2 separate regions of the Mus musculus genome follow, and region 2 is linked to region 1. Evidence: chromatin contacts called from public promoter capture Hi-C data. All regions are on one chromosome and are shown on one strand. Each heading gives the region's core, a stretch centred on a gene start, on an enhancer-like site or on the middle of the called end of the contact. The rest is flanking DNA. Distances are from core to core; before and after follow the strand shown.

Evidence for each region. Promoter capture Hi-C pulls out the DNA fragments that hold promoters and counts their contacts.
Region 2: a contact with region 1 is called in a promoter capture Hi-C map of second pharyngeal arch cranial neural crest. The contact joins the promoter of Gpr21 here to the promoter of Rc3h2 in region 1. A contact is called at or near these places in 17 of 39 promoter capture datasets (the 3T3-L1 cell line, 3T3-L1-derived adipocytes, the C10 cell line and 12 more), 2 of 484 Hi-C or Micro-C datasets (nephron progenitors and stem cell-derived neural stem cells), 4 of 115 datasets of contacts at active chromatin or transcription factors (bone marrow-derived macrophages, embryonic stem cells and epiblast stem cells) and 3 of 9 other capture datasets (adipose tissue, liver and pancreatic islet).

The regions. Positions count from the first base shown.
Region 1 is chr2:37,420,992-37,425,214 of GRCm38.p6, reverse strand. It overlaps Rc3h2 (ring finger and CCCH-type zinc finger domains 2), which reads left to right and starts at 2,312. Exons shown (of 22, transcript NM_001100591.1): 1 at 2,312-2,448.
Region 2 is chr2:37,514,225-37,518,447 of GRCm38.p6, reverse strand. Gpr21 (G protein-coupled receptor 21) reads right to left here and starts at 1,822. Exons shown (of 2, transcript NM_177383.4): 1 at 1,749-1,822; 2 at 1-1,389. The coding sequence starts at 1,004. All of the region lies in intron 13 of Rabgap1 (RAB GTPase activating protein 1), which reads right to left.

The sequences.
Region 1 (4,223 bases), core at 1,063-3,562:
TGTTTAATGTACCACCACCTGGCACATTTCTGTTATTTTCAACTGGACAGTGAAAAGTAGAACTACCTACTGGGGCTGGAGAGATGGCTCAGTGGTTAAGAGCATGGACTGCTCTTCCAAAGGTCCTGAGTTCAAATCCTAGCAACCACATAGTGGCTCACAACCATCCATAATGAGATCTGACGCCCTCTTCTGGTGCATCTGAAGACAGGTACAGTGTACTTATAATAATAAATAAATCTTAAAAAAAAAAAAGAACCTACCTACTGGTTTATATATGTACTAAAAGGTAGATAAACAGATTACCAACTGTCATAGGGCTTGTATTTTAATGGAGGTAGACAAACAATTGTTAAGTTTTTGAAATTAATTTGGAAAAATGCCAGTGATTAAAAAATGATAGGGAAAGCTGGGTCGTGCAGATATCAAGGATCAAGGCCAGCCTGGTCTATAGAGTGATTCCAGGACAGCCAAGACTATACAGGTTTTTGAGCCCTGTCTAAAAAACATAATAGGGAAAGGAAGGTGTGATTGTTAACTTTTAATGTGGTTTTCCATGTTTGGGGAATGTTTCCTGTGTGAAATGGAAAAATATCAAATGGAAGTAGAATGGAAAATGCACACACAGTAGGTTAGGGAACATGTATATATAAAATTACTCATCACTGTCCAGTTGAAAAGAACAGAAATGTGCCAGGTGGTGATGGTGCACACCTTTGAGCCCAGCACTCCAGAGGCAGAGTGAGTTCCAGGAAAGCCAGGGCTACACAAGAAACCCTGTCTTGAAACAAAAACAAAAAGAAAATACCAAAATGTACACCTGATTGTTGGGAAACTTTCTTTTTTGATTAACATAATTGGATGAAATTATGAATAATGAGTTATTAATGTATAGCTGGTGGGGCTGCCAGGTGGTGGTACATGCCTTTAATCCCAGCACTTGGGAAGCAGTCAGATCTCTGCGTTTGAGGCCAGCCTGGTCTACAGAGCTAGTTACAGGCTAGCCAAGGCACCAGAAAACAAAACAAACAACAAACAGGTGGGGCCAATGGATCTTTCACAAAAAAAAACAAAATGCAAAAACTAAAAAGCCGATCTTGTCACACTTGCCAGAAGCTTTGTGTCACTGGAGCTGCAGTTGTAAGCAGTTCAGTCTATGATTCTGCCTGGACCTTTCAATTGCTGGGTTCACAGGGATGCACCATCACATCTGCATTTTTTTTTAAAGATTTATTTATTTATTATATGTAAGTACACTGTAGCTGTCTTCAGACACTCCAGAAGAGGGCATCAGATGTGAGCCACGGTGTGGTTGCTGGGATTTGAATTCAGGAACTTCAGAAGAACAGTCGGTGCTTTTAACCACTGAGCCATCTCGCCAGCCCCACATCTGGATTATAACTCATGTATATTTAAAGCTTCATTAGAGAAATTTCCATATTCTAACTTACATACAGATTATTATCATGGATGTTGCTGAACATTTTGTTTCACATTCAGTTGCACATCATTAGCATAGATTCACAATATTAACCTTTTAGGATTACTTTGATAAATTAACTATAAAACTAAAATGCTTTTAAAATATCAGTTATCATACAGCCTGGCATATTTGTTTATAATTGTTGCTTTTCTCATCCTTATTTTCAGTCTTTCTTCATAATTCCTACCTTACAGGTTGCCATAAGTCCTCTAACAAATATTGAGTTATAATTCCAAAACTTGTAAAATTTGATCCTTCTCACTTTTGAGGCATCTGGGATTTTAGATGAGGTAGGTGGGTTTGCCAAACGTTTTCACTTTGGTCCTGGTTTTTGTAAACTGGAGAATTATTTGCTAATCTGGTTAGTATCTCACTACAAAGAGAGTAAAGTAGACTGTAACATAGATGAAGCAGGTTCTGCTCTATGGATGATAAATTTAACGTTGGCTCAATCTTGCAAGCCTCCTGGTCAAGGCTTAGATGTGCAGGGAGTTTCCCATAAGGCCCTTCGTCTTGCCTAGTCCTCGCATCATCTCCCACAGTACTCTGGGGTTCCTTTGTCATGTGACGAGGGTGGCTTTCTTCTTCAGAGGGAAACTGATGCGCAGTTCTGGTGGCCGGGCCACTACGCTTCCCTTCTGCCCCAACTCCCGGGCTTGCGTAATCTCGCGTGAAGTGAACAGTATCTTCTCGCGAGAGCTAAATCGGGATCCCTCCAGGTCCGCCTCCGTGGTGAGGAGGAGGAGGAGAAGGAGGAGGAGGAGGCGGAGGGAGGGAGGAGGAGGAGGCCCCGTCGCGGCCTTCGCCGCCGCCAACGGGGCTGTCCCTGTAGCTCCCGATGGAGTTTGAGGCCCTGAAACCGCCGCCGAGCTCTGCCCCGGCGAGACGAGGCGCCTCCGTCGCCGAGCCGCGCCGTCGCGGGGCCCCCGGGAGCGGCCCTTAGCGACCCCGCCCGGGCCCCTCAGGTAGGGCGGGGGCGGGCAAGATGCGGCTGGGGCCCTGGCCCGGCTGCCGGGTCCTCAGAGGTGGGGCGGGGAGCTGTCTCTGCCCGGCGGCCTGTGCACGGTGGCCGCCGGTACCCCGAGGGTTGGGAGTCGCGGGCCGCACCTGACACGACAGAGAGGCCCCTCGCTCTGGTAGGGCTTTTTGATGCGAAGCGAAACGCTCAGATGGCCACCTTTCTCCAGCACCGGCTGAAGGGACGCCTCTGACCACTGAGGATCCCACCCGAACAGAGGCCGGCTTCCTTCTTTGCTTAACCCATGTAGGAAGAGGGGCTTTCGAAAAGGTCCCCGAGATCAGGTCCTGTCTTAGCGTTTTCTTTTCAGCCCTTGGGCTTACCGAGACCACAGCGCTGGGATGGAGGCGATCTGAGTGTTGTAAATAGGGACCCTGGCTAAACAATGCCCAGGGAGGGCTTAACCTCCCTGGAGGGAGATGGCTGGACCAGGGGATGTGACTAGGAGCGATGGCATGAAGCACAGCCAGGGAATTCTGCTATAGTTTTCTTTCCCCCTTTCTTATTATTTTCCTTGGGGGAGCCTCATAAGGAGACTCTTCCACCATCTTAGGAGAATGGTAGAAAGCATCTTTGTTTCTAAGAGAAACAGCTGTACTTTTCTGTCGTTAGGAAGGAGATAAGGGTAGCTGTCATTTCCATCCTTGAAATCACCAGAGTTTTTAAGATACTGGCAGACACAGCCTTCAGACCAAAATAGTCTAAAGTAATCACAGACATTAAGTATTCAAATTCAGTGATTCTCAACCTGTTTAGATTTTTGTTTAAGCTCCACCTCGGTTCTTTTTAATCCCACTGTCCTCCTAACCTTAGGACCCTAAGGAATTTCTTCTCATCTTGACCCACTGTAATTAGAGTTGACTTTATATCCCGAATAAAGTGTTAAAAGTGTTTTACAAATCTTCCTGTCATTTTTAGTAGTCAGGCTTTAAAGTTCCAGTAAAAACTTGGAGTTAACCAGAGAAAGCTAATAATGGCACACTAAAGTGATATTATTTGACAGAAGGAAAGAAACGAATGTTCTAGTTGGTGGGTCTAGTCTCTTTGTGGTTAACTTGTATACACAGCCTAAGACTTGGACTCATTAAGAATAGTTTGTAGATTCCTGTTTTTACCTTTTATGTGGTTAAAAAACTACATCACTGATCTGACATCAATATCCATGTTAAATTGTTTACTTAAATTGTTTACTAACACAGTCAGTTCTTGAAAACCCAGAGACTATTCTATCCTATTAAAGGCTATTTTCCAATATTACCATTGTTTTGTTGATTTGGTGATTCATGTTTCCCACATTCAGAGTTTGGAAAATTGCTTGAAGGACAAAACACTTAATATATTTTCTAGTCTTGTTTAGGGAAGACAGGTACCATAATTAAACAGGCTTTTATTCTTCGAGAATTGAATTGAAATCTAATTCATTAGTGGAGCCTTTGAATTACCCCATGAGTTATTGTTGTGTTAGTATGACATGCAAGAAGACGTTCTTGTTCATGTTTTCATTAATTTAGTTTCTGTGTTTGTAATTTGCTGCCTTCCAGTTGTCAGAGGCATTATTTTCTACACTTAGGATTTTATATTTTAAGACTAGAGCCTGTACGTTATGTGATGGGTAAAAATGCTATAAATTTGTAAAAAGTTTTGTTTATTTTGTTTTTTGTTTTGTTTTGTTCTGTTCTTTGAGACAAGATTCCCCTTCACAAGTAGCCCTGACTGTCCTGT
Region 2 (4,223 bases), core at 573-3,072, 94 kb before region 1:
GGGTCCTTGGCTGTGGTGTGACTTGCACAAGAAGTACACAGAGACCCTGAAAGGCCCTTTAGTCCTCGCTGGAAAACACTGTTGGAGAGACTGTAAATGATACAGTTGCAGAAACTGTTACTAATAGCAAGCCAGGTAGTCAGGAAGGATGCAAGGCGGCTGCTGCAGCCAGTAGAACTCTCCAGCAAGAAGTAGATGATGTATGGCAACCAGAGGACATAAAACACACTGGTGATTCTGAATAGGACCATGGCATAGCGCTTATCTGGACAGGTCTGGGGTTCCCCAGTCTCCCCATTCTGGCTGCTGAATCGGGCTTGCCTTTCGCTGATTTCTTTTGTGTGCTGCTGGCAGATGCGGAAGATGTTGAAATACGTGAAGCAGACAATGAGGGCAGCTGGGGCGTACAGCATCATCACGATGAACAATGTGAAGTAGGAGTTGGTGTGCCAGGACTCTGCACACCACTGAAATACATCTCCATGATATCCGGGTTTACCCCAGTGGAAGAAGGAAGGCAGGAAGACCAGGGTGGAATACAGCCAAATCAGAAAAATACAGAGGCGTAGTCTCCAGGGAGTAACCAGGGTATTATAGGTTAAAGGCTTAGTGATGGCAATATATCTATCAATGCTGATACAGGCCAGAGAAGCCATAGAGATACTCTTCAGAACTGACACTACAAAACCAAATACTTGGCAAGTCATGGCCTCCTCAATCGGAAGAGGGTAGTAGAGGAGTGATAAGGAAGGGACCAGGCAGCTTACCCCAACCAAGAGGTCAGCATATGCCATTGTCTGAATAAAATAACTTGTAGAATGATGGTTCAACAGAGGTGCACAGTGAAACACAAAAATCACAATGATGTTGCCAGAAATAATCAATACAGTTAGAAAGACAATAATCAGCACTTCCAAAAGACAGAACCTGACAGTTTCCAAGTAGCCCAGTGCCAGAAGACAGAAAGGATGGCTGCTCTGATTACCATCCCAGGTGGAGTTCATCTCGTGCTCAGGAACTGGCTCTCACTTCATGCTGCCACCTGGCTGCTGTCTCAGTTCTCAGGAGCAGCTACTGTCACTGCAGTCAGCTTTGCATGCCTGTGACAAAGCCAGGGAGCCCTAGTCATCACGTTCCTGAGGTTGCTGCTGTGGTGGGTATACTGCCTGCTGTACAATTTCCCTTTAAATTCTTCCTGGAATAGGGAAAGCCAACAGCAGTTGTCTGGCCAGTCCCAGACGCAGCCATACTGCCAGTTTCACCAAACACATAGCAAGGGAGTAAGGCAAACTGGGGACAGTGTCTTCAGGCCAAGTGTGGGTGGGGGAGGGGCAGAGGGAGGAAGATTAGTAGCTTCAGCAGGAGTTGTAATGAGTCTCCTCTGAACAGCTGATAGAAGAAAAGGAGAGAGCATTTTACATTTTGCATTCCACATCCTAGACAAAGAACCTAGCTAGCTCTGACTGCCAGCACCCCTCCCACTTCACCCTAAGCAGCCTCCTCCATAAACGGCCCTTACTTTGGAGGAACAGCAATACCATGCTTCCAAGATCAACATAAAGAAATTATAAACCCTCATTTTCTTTTATTTTACGTGTTGTAGGAGAATCTCCTTATGGTAATCCTGAAGACATTATCATTGATAAAAATTAACCAAGATTATTTTCTCCATTAAATCCAATGTACTATTATATCTCTGCAAACACCTTAATACAATTTATCTGCTTAGCTCAATTTCAGAGTGTTACCTGTGATTCTGCATGCTGAAATCCAAACAAAAGCCACAATACATCCTTAACCGAAAGCCTTGCAATGCAGGAATGTTCGTAAAGCCAGCCTACTGCAGAACTAAGGCACAGAGGGAGGGGCTAAAGGAGTAGGAGGAGAAGCAGAGAGAGGGGCTTGGGAAAAGGAAGAAAGGGGGTGGGGCAGGGCAGGGCAGGGCAGGGCAACTTGTGTGCTAGGGCACACACACACTCTAGCGTGCTGGACAACTCATTACCATTTATTCCCATAGAGGAATTCCCGACGGCACAGTAGGCGCTGGCTTGGTGCGCCCACAGGATGTATCTGAAAGCTGTTTCCTTGTCGGTCGGCAATCTTCCTCATAGGTAAATGAGCAGAATTCAGATTGCCAGTAAGAAACATGGGCAGAGGTGGGGATGGAGAGAGGGAGGAGTTGGGATTTGGGCTGAAGTACAGTACCAGAGGAGAGAGGGGGGAAAGTCCTATTTTTTTGTGTCCCTAAGAACAAAGGACAGTGTCACAGGAAGGAAGCATGGTAACAGTACATGGCACCCGAGGAAGTCTAATTCAGCTGCACAAGACGTTACAGCTGAGAGACAATATTCAGCCTCAATTTTCCTTTATCATTTATTAGATATTGGCTAATATTTGGAAATGGTGCTATTTGTTCTCTCCTTCTTCCTCAGTTTAGTTAGGTACTCCACTTGAGTGGAGTGACAGTACACAGATATTTAGGTACCAAGTCTTTGAATCTTACAGTTCAATCTTGTTTCTACTTATCTAAAACAATGCAAATTGAAATAACACACTACTTTTTTGGATAATGTCATAAAGGGTGCTTTCCGTTTTCATAAACTGGGTGCTGTGGGAATGGTATAATTTTGCCTGAATAAAGCCTCACATCATCAGTAAAGGAAAACAAATGCTGCAACTGTAGTAATCCTAGGAGATCTGTACACTTGAACAAAGAACCATGTGATCCAACTTGTATTTTTATTTATTTTTATCCATGCTTTCTTACTGTGGGCAAAGGATGCTTACAATCACAGCTCAGTGAAGTGTGAACACTTTAATTCAGGAAAGTAAGGACCCCCGAGACATGTTCAAGGAGACAAATAACATAATGTGACAGGCCTCAGTAGAGAAGAGCAGCACAGAAGGGACAGCCTCCTGCCTCAGAGATTTTTGTATTTAAGTCACTGTCACTCACAGATAACTTGAGGTACTCCTGTTCCTACTCTCCCAGTCCCTAGCACATGTATGCTGAGGGTTCTACCCCTGAGAACCTCTTACACAATATATCCATCAGTCTCTTGATCTGCAATTTTATAATCCAGTATATCAGCACAGCTGTAGTCTGAAAACACTGGATGAAAAAAAACCCTACAGTTTGAGACAGCCAACATTCACATAATATCGCAACACATACTGTTATAGCTATTTTATGGTTATCTATTACTTTTAACCTCTCCCTATGACTACTTTGTAAATTATACTTTATTTAAGGTAAGGAATAGATAAAATAATGACAGGTCTGGCACCATCTAATGCTTTAATCACCTACTGAAGGTCTTAAAAAGTGTTGCCAGCACCCCAATTCAAGCCACACTTATCTTTTGCCACATTTTCACTGAAGCCAAAATAATATTCTAAAACTAAAATAATAGATAAGTAAATAACAGTAACTAGGCAGTAGCTTACACTTATTATGACTATGAATTATCCTTATTAATACTAATAGTCAAGGTTCAATTATCACATTTTATGCCAAGAGATACTAAATTGTCCAACAAAGACAGATAGAAAACAGGGAAGCTAGGACTTGAAGCAAGACAAACTGCCTTTTGTCAGACATATGAAATGTTACATGCTTGTTTAAAATTTTCATTTATTTATTTTATTTTATTTTTGAGGCAGAGTCACACTATATAGAGCAGGCTGTTCTCAAACTCAAAGAAACTGGCTTGCCTCTGCACTAGCATAATCTATTGTGTTATACTGTTTTTTAAACCTAAATGTATGGCTTTAGTTGGGACTAGAATCACACTTGAACAGTAGAACTCTTGACTTGCATGTATAAAAGCCAGCATTAGAAAAACAAACTATAAAATAAACATGAAATAAAATGATTCAACTTGCTGGGTGATGGTGGCGCACGCCTTTAATCCCAGCACTTGGGAGGCAGAGGCAGGCGGATTTCTGTGTTCGAGGCCAGCCTGGTCTACAAAGTGATTTTTCAGGACAGCCAGGGTTATACAGAGAAACCCTGTCTGGAAAAACCAAAAAAAAAAAAAAAAAAAAAAAAAAAAAAAGATTCAACTTTCTTTTCCTGCTACACAAAACCATTAATATGTCACTTTCTAAGGTTTGGCCCCTACTGGCTTCCAGCCTCAGCCCAGTCTCACTCTGGGTCACCCAGCACTCCTCACATTGAACAGAGCTCCTCCCAGCACCTGCAGCACCACAATCCCACACTC